Regions from separate parts of the Mus musculus genome. Here all the other regions are linked to region 1. The links are chromatin contacts, called in public HiCAR-type and promoter capture Hi-C maps. All regions are on one chromosome and are shown on one strand. The core of a region is the stretch at or near the end of the contact, and the rest is flanking DNA. Distances in the headings are between cores, read along the strand shown.

The links. Promoter capture Hi-C pulls out the DNA fragments that hold promoters and counts their contacts. HiCAR-type assays count read pairs that join an accessible place to other places.
Region 2: a promoter capture Hi-C map of neutrophils shows a contact between it and region 1, with 4 times the contacts expected there. The contact joins the promoter of Jag1 here to the promoter of Tmx4 in region 1. A contact is called at or near these places in 2 of 39 promoter capture datasets (liver and neutrophils), 1 of 484 Hi-C or Micro-C datasets (embryonic stem cells) and 1 of 9 other capture datasets (adipose tissue).
Region 3: a HiCAR-type map of astrocytes shows a contact between it and region 1, with 6 times the contacts expected there. The contact joins the promoter of Pcna here to the promoter of Tmx4 in region 1. A contact is called at or near these places in 2 of 39 promoter capture datasets (liver and pre-B cells) and 1 of 115 datasets of contacts at active chromatin or transcription factors (astrocytes).

Annotation. Positions count from the first base shown.
Region 1 is chr2:134,642,546-134,645,525 of GRCm38.p6, forward strand. Tmx4 (thioredoxin-related transmembrane protein 4) reads right to left here and starts at 1,576. Exons shown (of 8, transcript NM_029148.1): 1 at 1,297-1,576. The coding sequence starts at 1,460.
Region 2 is chr2:137,115,086-137,118,065 of GRCm38.p6, forward strand. Jag1 (jagged 1) reads right to left here and starts at 1,435. Exons shown (of 26, transcript NM_013822.5): 1 at 1,092-1,435; 2 at 319-624. The coding sequence starts at 1,172.
Region 3 is chr2:132,251,761-132,254,740 of GRCm38.p6, forward strand. Pcna (proliferating cell nuclear antigen) reads right to left here and starts at 1,420. Exons shown (of 6, transcript NM_011045.2): 1 at 1,056-1,420; 2 at 143-240. The coding sequence starts at 1,276. It also overlaps a transcript of Cds2 not described here.

The sequences.
Region 1 (2,980 bases), core at 326-2,825:
CAGCTTGGCAGTGCTAACATAAAGCTTACTGTTTTTAACTCTAGCATTCAAGAGGCAGTGACAGGCTGATTTCTGTGACTTGGAGGGCACTCAGGTCTACACAGCCAGATCCAATCTAGCCAGAAATACATAGTGATACCCTATCAAATAAAAGAAAAAGACATTTCTCTCAAATAAGATAGGCCCTCATTTCCATCCAAATAGGTTATTCATATCCATAGCCTTATAGTTTTACTGATCTGATGATTTAACTGGAGTACTGCATTTTGAGGTCTAGATAGCGCCTTAGTTTGAGGGGATAAGTACCCATTATGTTCTTTAATTTACATATTTTTTACCCTGATTTCAGGCATCTACTTACAATCTGAACTGAAGAATTCCAAATGTGCCCTTGGATAAGTTTTTTAAAAAAATACAATTTTGAGAATATCTATATCCTCAACATAAAATTAATTACCAAATGGTAGTGATAAATCTGTATTGCCTGAGACCACCAGCTATGGTAAAGTGGTCTCATAAATTATGTTCCCAGACATTTTTTCATTTTCCCTGGATGCCCATGAGTCTATGAGCCTTTTCAGATGACTGCCCCCTTCCCTGGTATTAATTTTATATTACAATCAACATAAATCCCTTCCCTTTGTCCTGACAGCTTCACATAACCTTCGTGCATGGCACTACGCACCACTTACAGACTTCTGTTCTTCAAAGGGGGCTACTTGTTATTGCCCTTTATGCCTTTGGCGCAGTCCAATTATGATACTGGCTCAAAAGTCCTACCTCTAAAAATTATGGCGTCGGAATTTAATTTCTTTTTTAATTTAGCCACCCGTGTTTATGCTTTTGCCCCACAAGGACATCTCAAGGTCTTCCAAAGGAAAAGTGGTATTTCACACAAACTGGTCTTCCTTCCCTGTTGCAATGGTGTATTTCAACACACCTTACCTAGCTGTATGCATGCCTGAATAGCTGCTCCTTTTCTAATATGGCTATACCTCTGAGGACTTATGGTTTTCTTCCCCCTTTCCGACTCCTCCCCCTGGTGAACTGCCTCCTCCATTTCTAAAACACTTCTGGCCTAATGCAATGGTGAAAGCGGCTAAGGATGCAGGCTTTGCTTCTTCATCCGCAGCCTGACAGCGCAGGGCAGGCAATGTGCGCATGCTCATTGCGAAGGCCGCAGCCCGCCGCCGCAGGTGCTGGCAGGCAGGGACGTCGCGGCCCGGGTCTAGCCCGGGTTAGGACAACGGGCACCGCGAGGACGAAGCGACGTGCGGGGTGGGTGGGGACACTCACAATTTCAGCATCCACTCGCCCTCCATCACCAGCGTCCAGTTGGAGGCGGTCATGGGCTGCACACGGCTCTCCTCGGCCGGCAGCGCGGCCTGCTCGAGACCCTCGGCCGCTGCCGCTGCGAGCCAGGCGGCCAGGAGTACCGGGACGCAGAAGCCGCCTGTCATGGTGGCGCCTGTGAGGTAGCTCAGCTCTCTGAGGGCGGGGAGCAGTGGCTGGGCTTCTCACCCCAAGCAACCGCCTTCACAGAGGTCTGAGGAGAGGCCAACCCGCCTCTGCGCCGTGCTCCGAGCCACGCCTGCCGCGCCTCCCTCAGCCTCTTATCTGCCCGCCCGGCAAGGCCACGCCCAGCCACCCTGACCACGCCCCCAACGCACTGTGGGAAGGCGGTTGCCAAAGCAACCGTCTGCAGTTTCCCAAGGCAACGGCCTGCTCTTCCTGCTGACTGTCTGGCTGAAAATATACAAATGACCCAATGCTGTTTTACCGACTGCTTGCTGTTTCTCTAAAGGGAAACGTGGCCATTGGCTAAATAAACCCATCCCCCATTTCATGTTAACAAAAATATCCAAGAATTGTGGAGTGGACCATGGCGACTGAAGGGAAGGACAATTAAAAAGCTCTCTGCATGCACACACTACTGGAGCAGCCTTGCCCAAACAGATAAAACTAGATTAATTATAAATCTAGATAATGCAGCCTTTTAAAAAATAATTTTTAAAAATATTTTATAGACTTTTAAAACACATGTATTAACAAAATGAATCTGTTCCTATTGCTACTTGCAGTGAAATGGACACCATTTTTCTTCCAGCTACAACTTTGTCAGAGTCATACATGATTTCTGTGGATTTACAGATACACATTAGACGAATCTGTACCCTGGAACTACCACACCTTGGTGTAACACAACTGGAGGGCCCATGAGCTTATTTAGGTGTCTAAATTGTAAAATTCAGTGGTGCAGCTAATATACCTACAAATGTGATTTCTGTTCCTAGCATAAAACACAGCTATGCAATTCAGAGTACTTGAGAGTACTTAACGTCAGCCTCTAGTCCGTAATATAGAAAAGATCAAGTTTGCATGCAGAGGTGTTGTCTTGTTGTCTGGATAAAATGTTATAGTGTGCACATTGAGCCTACAATGCTGGTAGAAAGTATTTTACTGTGCTTATAAAATATTCATAAACAGAAAGTCTATCATTTTCATTGTAGCATTTTTAGCACAGAGACAGAGACAGAAACAGAGAAAGGGGTGAATAAATGGAATGCTTATGCTTAGAATTAACTGGCTTTAGAGCATGGGGGTGGGGCTGAAGGTACAAAGAGCAAGAGTGATGCAAGTTTAGTCAGTGTTGAAGCTAATCGCATCTTTTTCATGTATACATTAGTTGGAAATGAGAAATCAAAGAAGCTCAAGAGGCACAGAAGAAAACATTAGTAATGCATTTCTCATGTCTAGCAGAGATTGTTTCCAGAACAATCCCATCTCCTGCATTTCGGATGAAAGAGGAGGATGCTCAGAGGATTACGCAAGGATTGTAGGAGGGGCTTTCCTTCTAGGAAGCACAGAGTAGGATAGGGGCATAGCTGCCTGCCCCTGCTATGGCATCTGGGTCGCTGTGCTTCCTAGCCACAAGATCTAGGAGGAAAAAAAGACTAGCTCTGTTTCAATACAGCTGATG
Region 2 (2,980 bases), core at 185-2,684, 2.5 Mb after region 1:
AAGCAAAGAAATCATCTATAATGACCGCCTGGTCGAGGGTGGGAACTGGAAGTAGCAAGCATAAAATTAGCATCCTTGCGTACTTTCCCCCAGCAATGCTCTTCAGAGACCCCATTTCGCTGCGCTAAGCAGACACCACCCAGAATGGAAGACCCGCCCGTCTCATCTTGTCCAGGTCCAGCTGTAGTCTGGACTCTCAAACTTGCCACCCCCAAAGCCTCTCAACTTAGTGCCAAGTTTCAAGTGGCATTAAATCCTTCTCAAGGCAATATAGGGCTCGGCCCCGCGTTCGACTCTGTCGGTGTGTCGCTCACTCACCGGCCAGGCGAAACTGAAAGGCAGTACGATGCGATTACGGTCGTTGCCACGGCTGGCCTTGAGATTGAAGGTGTTACCCCCGATGACAGGCGTAGACCCTGAGCCGAAGCTGCAGGGTCCCCCGGCAGTGACGCGGGACTGATACTCCTTGAGGCACACTTTGAAGTACGTATCACACTCGTCGCGGGTGCACTTGCGGTCGCCAGGGTTCCGGACTCCACCACAACAGTTCCCATTCTGTAGCTCTCCATTCACGTTCTGCATGGACAGGATCTCCAGCTCAAACTGACCCGAGGCCCCGCACACCTGCCAGCGAGGAAGGAAGGTCAACGCATGAGAAAGTTTTCTCTGAAGGTGGAGGTGGAGACTCCTTGACACCCCCCACCCCCAATACACACACCCCAGGCTGCCAAAGATCCTCGGTGGCAAGTGAAAATAATTTTGCAAAAACTAGGTTTAGGGCTCAACCTGGTTTGGGGGCATAAAAAACACAAGTGCGGGAAAACTAAGACAAGTGCCCCGAAGGACCGTGAGAACGTAATGATCGCATTTTGCCCAGCCTGGAGGAGTTTATCTTTCGAGGCCAGGGGCTCCCCTCTGGGGAACCAGCGTTCCCTCACCGGGTGCTGCCTCTCGGGTGAAAAGTCAGGGTCAGGGAGCCTTGTACTCAAGGGCTCCGGAACTTGCACTGGGAGCCACAGCCGCTCCCGTCCAGAACGCCACGAGGGAAGGGAGAGGACCGCGGGGAGCAAGAGCGGGAGAGAGACTCCTACCTTGGCTCGCAGGGCACAGAGCAGGGCGAGCAGAAGACTCAGGGGGCGCCCGGGCCGGCCGCGCGTCCGTGGGGACCGCATCGCTGCGCCGCGCGCCACGGGCACTCCGGACGCCGCCGCCGCTGCTAGCGCTGGTGCTCCCGCCGAGGCTGCCGTCGTCGCTGCCCCCGCGGCCGCCGCGTCCCGGCTCTAATATACTCCGTGGATTGGAGCATGCACGACTGGAAAACAACACTACTTTTCAAAAGCCCTTTCAAGAGCCGCGCGTTCCAGAAGGCAAAGAGCCCGGCCTCCTTTTATTATTCTGATCGCTTCTTTGAGGCGCTCCCCCCTCTTCCACCTCTCGGCTTTCTTTCCTTCTCTCGCGCTCCCCTTCTTTTATTATTATGATTATGCGCAGCCTTTTATTCCCTTTCAGATCAGCTGCATGAAACGCGGGGAGGGAGGGGAGGAAAAAAAAAAAAAAAACCTGAGCCTAGCTCGCCGGCCGGCTGCAGGTAACACAATGACGCGTGCCCGCCTGGCTCTCGAAGGGACCCGGAGCGCCGGTCTGGGAGCCGGGACTCCGGCTGGCCACCTCTTCTCAACACGCGGAACAAGGCGCATGCGCGATTGTTAATATTCATAAGGGGCGTGCCATCTATTGGGCACGCCCCTTTCCTCCGGGTTGTTGGGGAGGGGAGAAATTGAGAAGGGGTTGGAAGTTGCGGGACGGACCGGGTGGCATGGCCGCCCGAGGGGCCCCCACACGCAGATCAGTGTCCCGGGGAGCCCGGGCCAGGAGAAAGGAACCTGGAAGGACCGTGGAGGAGCCCATGGCTCTGAGAAGCCCAGAGCGCCTCCGCTGGACCGCCCCCTCGGTGCACGGCCTGGGCTCCCTTGCAAGCCCCAGGTGTAGGCGCCGCGGTACGGCCGGAGCAGTTGGGGCGGGCGGCTTCCGCCTTCGGAGCCGCCTGCGTCAGCTGCGGCTTTTGCCCCGGGGAGGAGGGCCTGCCCGCCGGGAACCCGGGCCGCTCCCAGCAAGCGAGCCCAGAGCCCTGTGCTGGCGGCGGCGAGACTGGCGCGCTCGCCGCCGTCTCCTCGCCCCGCAGAGGCGACCTGGGCAGACTCTGCTGGGAACTTTGAAAAACTTTCCCGGAGTCAGACTTGCCGCAAACTCGAGGGAAAGCCTCGGCCGCGCGCCATCCCTTCCCAAATCCATGTCCGTGGAGCCTCGGAGGGGCTCCCAGCGTCCTTTCCAGACCGCGCCGGGGCAGAGGCGTGGGGGAAGCAGGGGGAGTGGCCGGCGGGCACCCGGGGGCTCAGCCCGGACTTCGGGAAGGGCTTTCTGAGACGCCGAGGGCTCCGCCAGCCTCCAGCCCGGGCGCAGTGGCGGGACTGCACCTGTAGGCGGCCTCCGCGCTGCTCTCTGGGTGGCGAGACGCGGCCTGAAAAGAACCTAACCGCTGTCGTGGTCCACAGAACTTGGCTTCTCCTGGGTGGTGGTGGAAACCGATGCCATTTTCCACCTTGAGGCAGGCCTCGCAATTAGCAGCGACACTCCTGGTCATAATCAAGGTCAAAGGGAACCCAAAGGCTGGCTGAAGTCTCTGCCAGCTCCACTCCAGGCGGGTTTAAACGGAGCTCTTTAGGAAAACAGATTTCCATTAAAGGACGAAAAGGGTTTCTTAACTTGCGTTGAGCCTGTCCTGAAGAAAAGCTCTGATTTTTCCGAGATTGCTTTAGCGCCTCAACCCTTCTAGACATCAGGGCATGATGGGTAAAGGGAAAAACAGTTTCCAACATGCTGAACACGACAACATAACAACACAGGTTATTTGTGGTTATCTACGTTTAAAGAGTGGCCCAGCATAGATAGTGCCCCATACCACTTGATGGGGTTGAGAAAG
Region 3 (2,980 bases), core at 170-2,669, 2.4 Mb before region 1:
ACCAAAAGAAGGAAAATGTTACCAAAGCACACCACACGGTCCTATCTATGATGGAAATTTTACAATATTGTTAATATTTTTTTTTGGTTTTGAGAAACAGAAACAACACGTAACTACCGAGTTTTAAAGGTGTTTAACTTACTTGGTGCTTCGAATACTAGTGCTAAGGTGTCTGCATTATCTTCAGCCCTTAATGTAATGATGTCTTCATTACCAGCACATTTTAGAATTTTGGACATGCTAGGGGGGAAAAAAAAAAAGACAGGCTTTATCAACATGTAATCCACATCTATATTTTAAAAAGCAATTACAAGTTGTACCATTTCACACTCACGGTTGGAGAACTGTTAAAGGGGCTAAGGGTACCCCAAACTCTCTCAGGGGTGAAGCAAATTACCGGGTATATGTGATTCTTAAAACCGACTTAGTAAAATGCACTAAAAGCCAACATTCGAGAAAGCATCTTTTTGAGCGGGGTGTCCTTGGTTTCTAGTGTACTGGAGAATGTGCCCCATCACGTCTGGCCTTTTCGTAAATCTTTCAAAATGTATACAAGTGGCACTAATCCATGTATCTGTACTAAAATAAGTCACACACTGTCCTTGAACACGTATACAGGAGGCACTAACCTAGGTAGCTGTAGCAAAGTTAAAAGCTAAAACTGACAGATTTCCCCTCAAATCCATGATGCGCAGTGAGACTCTGGAAGTCAAGAAAAGGTCTATTGTCACTCTAAGTCGACATTACATTTGCACTAAGACTCGTTTATTAGGCGCTAAGACCAGCCACTCAAAGCTGCAGGCATTTAATGAGCACAGCTCCGGAGCACTCATTTTCCCGCGGACTCCCGCTTTGTGGCTTTGGCGCGGAAACAGAGTGGGCGCCACTGCCAGCGCGGGCTTTTCGGAACCGCGCGCTTTGGTGAGGGCTGCCCCCGACACCATAGACCAATCAGAAAGCGCGGATGGCCAAGCCAGCCAATGAGCGTGCAGAGTCACAGCCCCGCCAAGAGCGGAAGCGGGAAGAGTGGGGCCCCGCTCCCGCCACCCGCTCACCTGGTGAGGTTCACGCCCATGGCTAGGTTGCGGTCGCAGCGGTATGTGTCGAAGCCTTCGGAGCGCAGAGTAAGCTGTACCAAGGAGACGTGAGACGAGTCCATGCTCTGCAGGTTCACGCCGCCCGAGCTGACGTCCCAGCAGGCCTCATTGATGAGGTCTTTGAGAGCCTCCAGCACCTTCTTCAGGATGGAGCCCTGGATCAGGCGTGCCTCAAACATGGTGGCGGAGTTGTGGCGACTAGATGAGAGCTACTCTAAGAGGAACGAGGTCTGGCTGCCAAGGTCCCCCGATTCACGATGCAGAAGCGGCAGCGAAGGCCTACAGCGACAACTACCAACCCTCTGCGCCCGCAACCGTCTAATGCCGCGGCTTCCTAGGCGCGCGCCTTTTCCCTGCGCGAGGTCATGACGCCACAGCGCTGATCCACCCACCTCTCCTCAAGGACCAATCGTACCCGTGGTTTGAGCAAGGCCCGCCCCACCGCGTATGCAAAGGCGGGGCTGCGGGGTAGGAGCCTGGGAGGCGAGGGGCATCACGGGGTTCGCGTAGGCTGTCGTCACCGCCCAAGTTTGTGGGAGTTTAGGCTGCAGTTTCCATCCTTAGGAAGTTTCCGCGCCACGGAAGTGGAAGTCACAGGCAAATCGAGCTGTGCGCGGCGGCCTGCCTTGAAGCTGGAGAGTATTTTAAACACTACGGAGCGTTTTCCCTAACGTAAGAAATACGCTGCAAAATATCGAGTAATAAAGAGGCCACCATATTTTAACACCCCTACCCCCCCCCCCATTTCATATCACTTTTCTGTGTGCGTCGCTCTGAACTTTTCTCTCTAAAGACTAAAAAAATACCTCTTAACGTGAACGCTTCTCCAAAGAAGATACCAAGTCCATATGTATCACGTAATTATTTTCCTTTTATGTCTGGTTCTCTACATTTTTCTAAAGGTAGATATTACTAGTATTTTCATCTTAATTTTAGGCTGAAGATGAACCCGAGCCTGAGCCCCATCCTGAAAATGTTAGCTGTTGCAGGTGGAGCGTCTTTCATATGTCCCTGGGCTGCAGCATTTTGTTCTACTAAAGTTTTTTTGTTTTTTTGTTTTTCCTATTGATTATGAGGATGGGGAAGAACTGACTGCAGGTAGATTAACATCATTTACAAAAGGATATAGAGTTTTTCAATTTCTCATGTTTTTTTCTTTTGGTTTTGGTGGTAGGTAAAATATATTTGATAATGAAAGTGTAATACTTTAATGTGAAACTTGATAGTTTCCATTTGGAATGCCTCTTCTAACTGTATAGAAGTTGGTTGAGTTGTGAAGAAAGCTTTTGGTGTGTGATGTTTTATTTATGTGTGTAAGGGTTTTTTGTTTGTTTGCTTTTCACTAATAAGGTATATACAATTTCAGAAAGTTAAAAGGACCGTTTTAGCTGGTGAGAGTGATTAGTGATTATAATTCCAGCACATGGGAAGGCTGAGGTCGGAGGGCCTAGATTTAAACTCACCTTGGACTATCTACCAAGACTGACCAAAGGGGAAAAAGTTTACATAGGAGCATATTAATTCCATTTCATGTTCATTTATTCTTTCCTTATTCACTGCATTTCCCTTTAGTTTGTCTTGTTTGATTTTTCTTTTCCTGGCTTGGGGATTTAGCCAGAAAACTGTATAACTTATTGAGCTATAGCCTCAGCCTGTTAAGAGTCTCCATAATTTTTTGAGGCTTGCATCAAACTCACTCTGTTATCCATGCTGGCCTTGAACTCACAATTTGATGCCACAGTCTGGCATCAAGCTTAACTCTTTAGTTTCATTTAATATCTTGGTTTGTAGGATTTCTCAGCTTTTTTTTTCTTTTATTCTTTTCACCATATATCTAGGTATGCTGAGACACAAATGTATTAATCACTCTCACAGTATTGAAG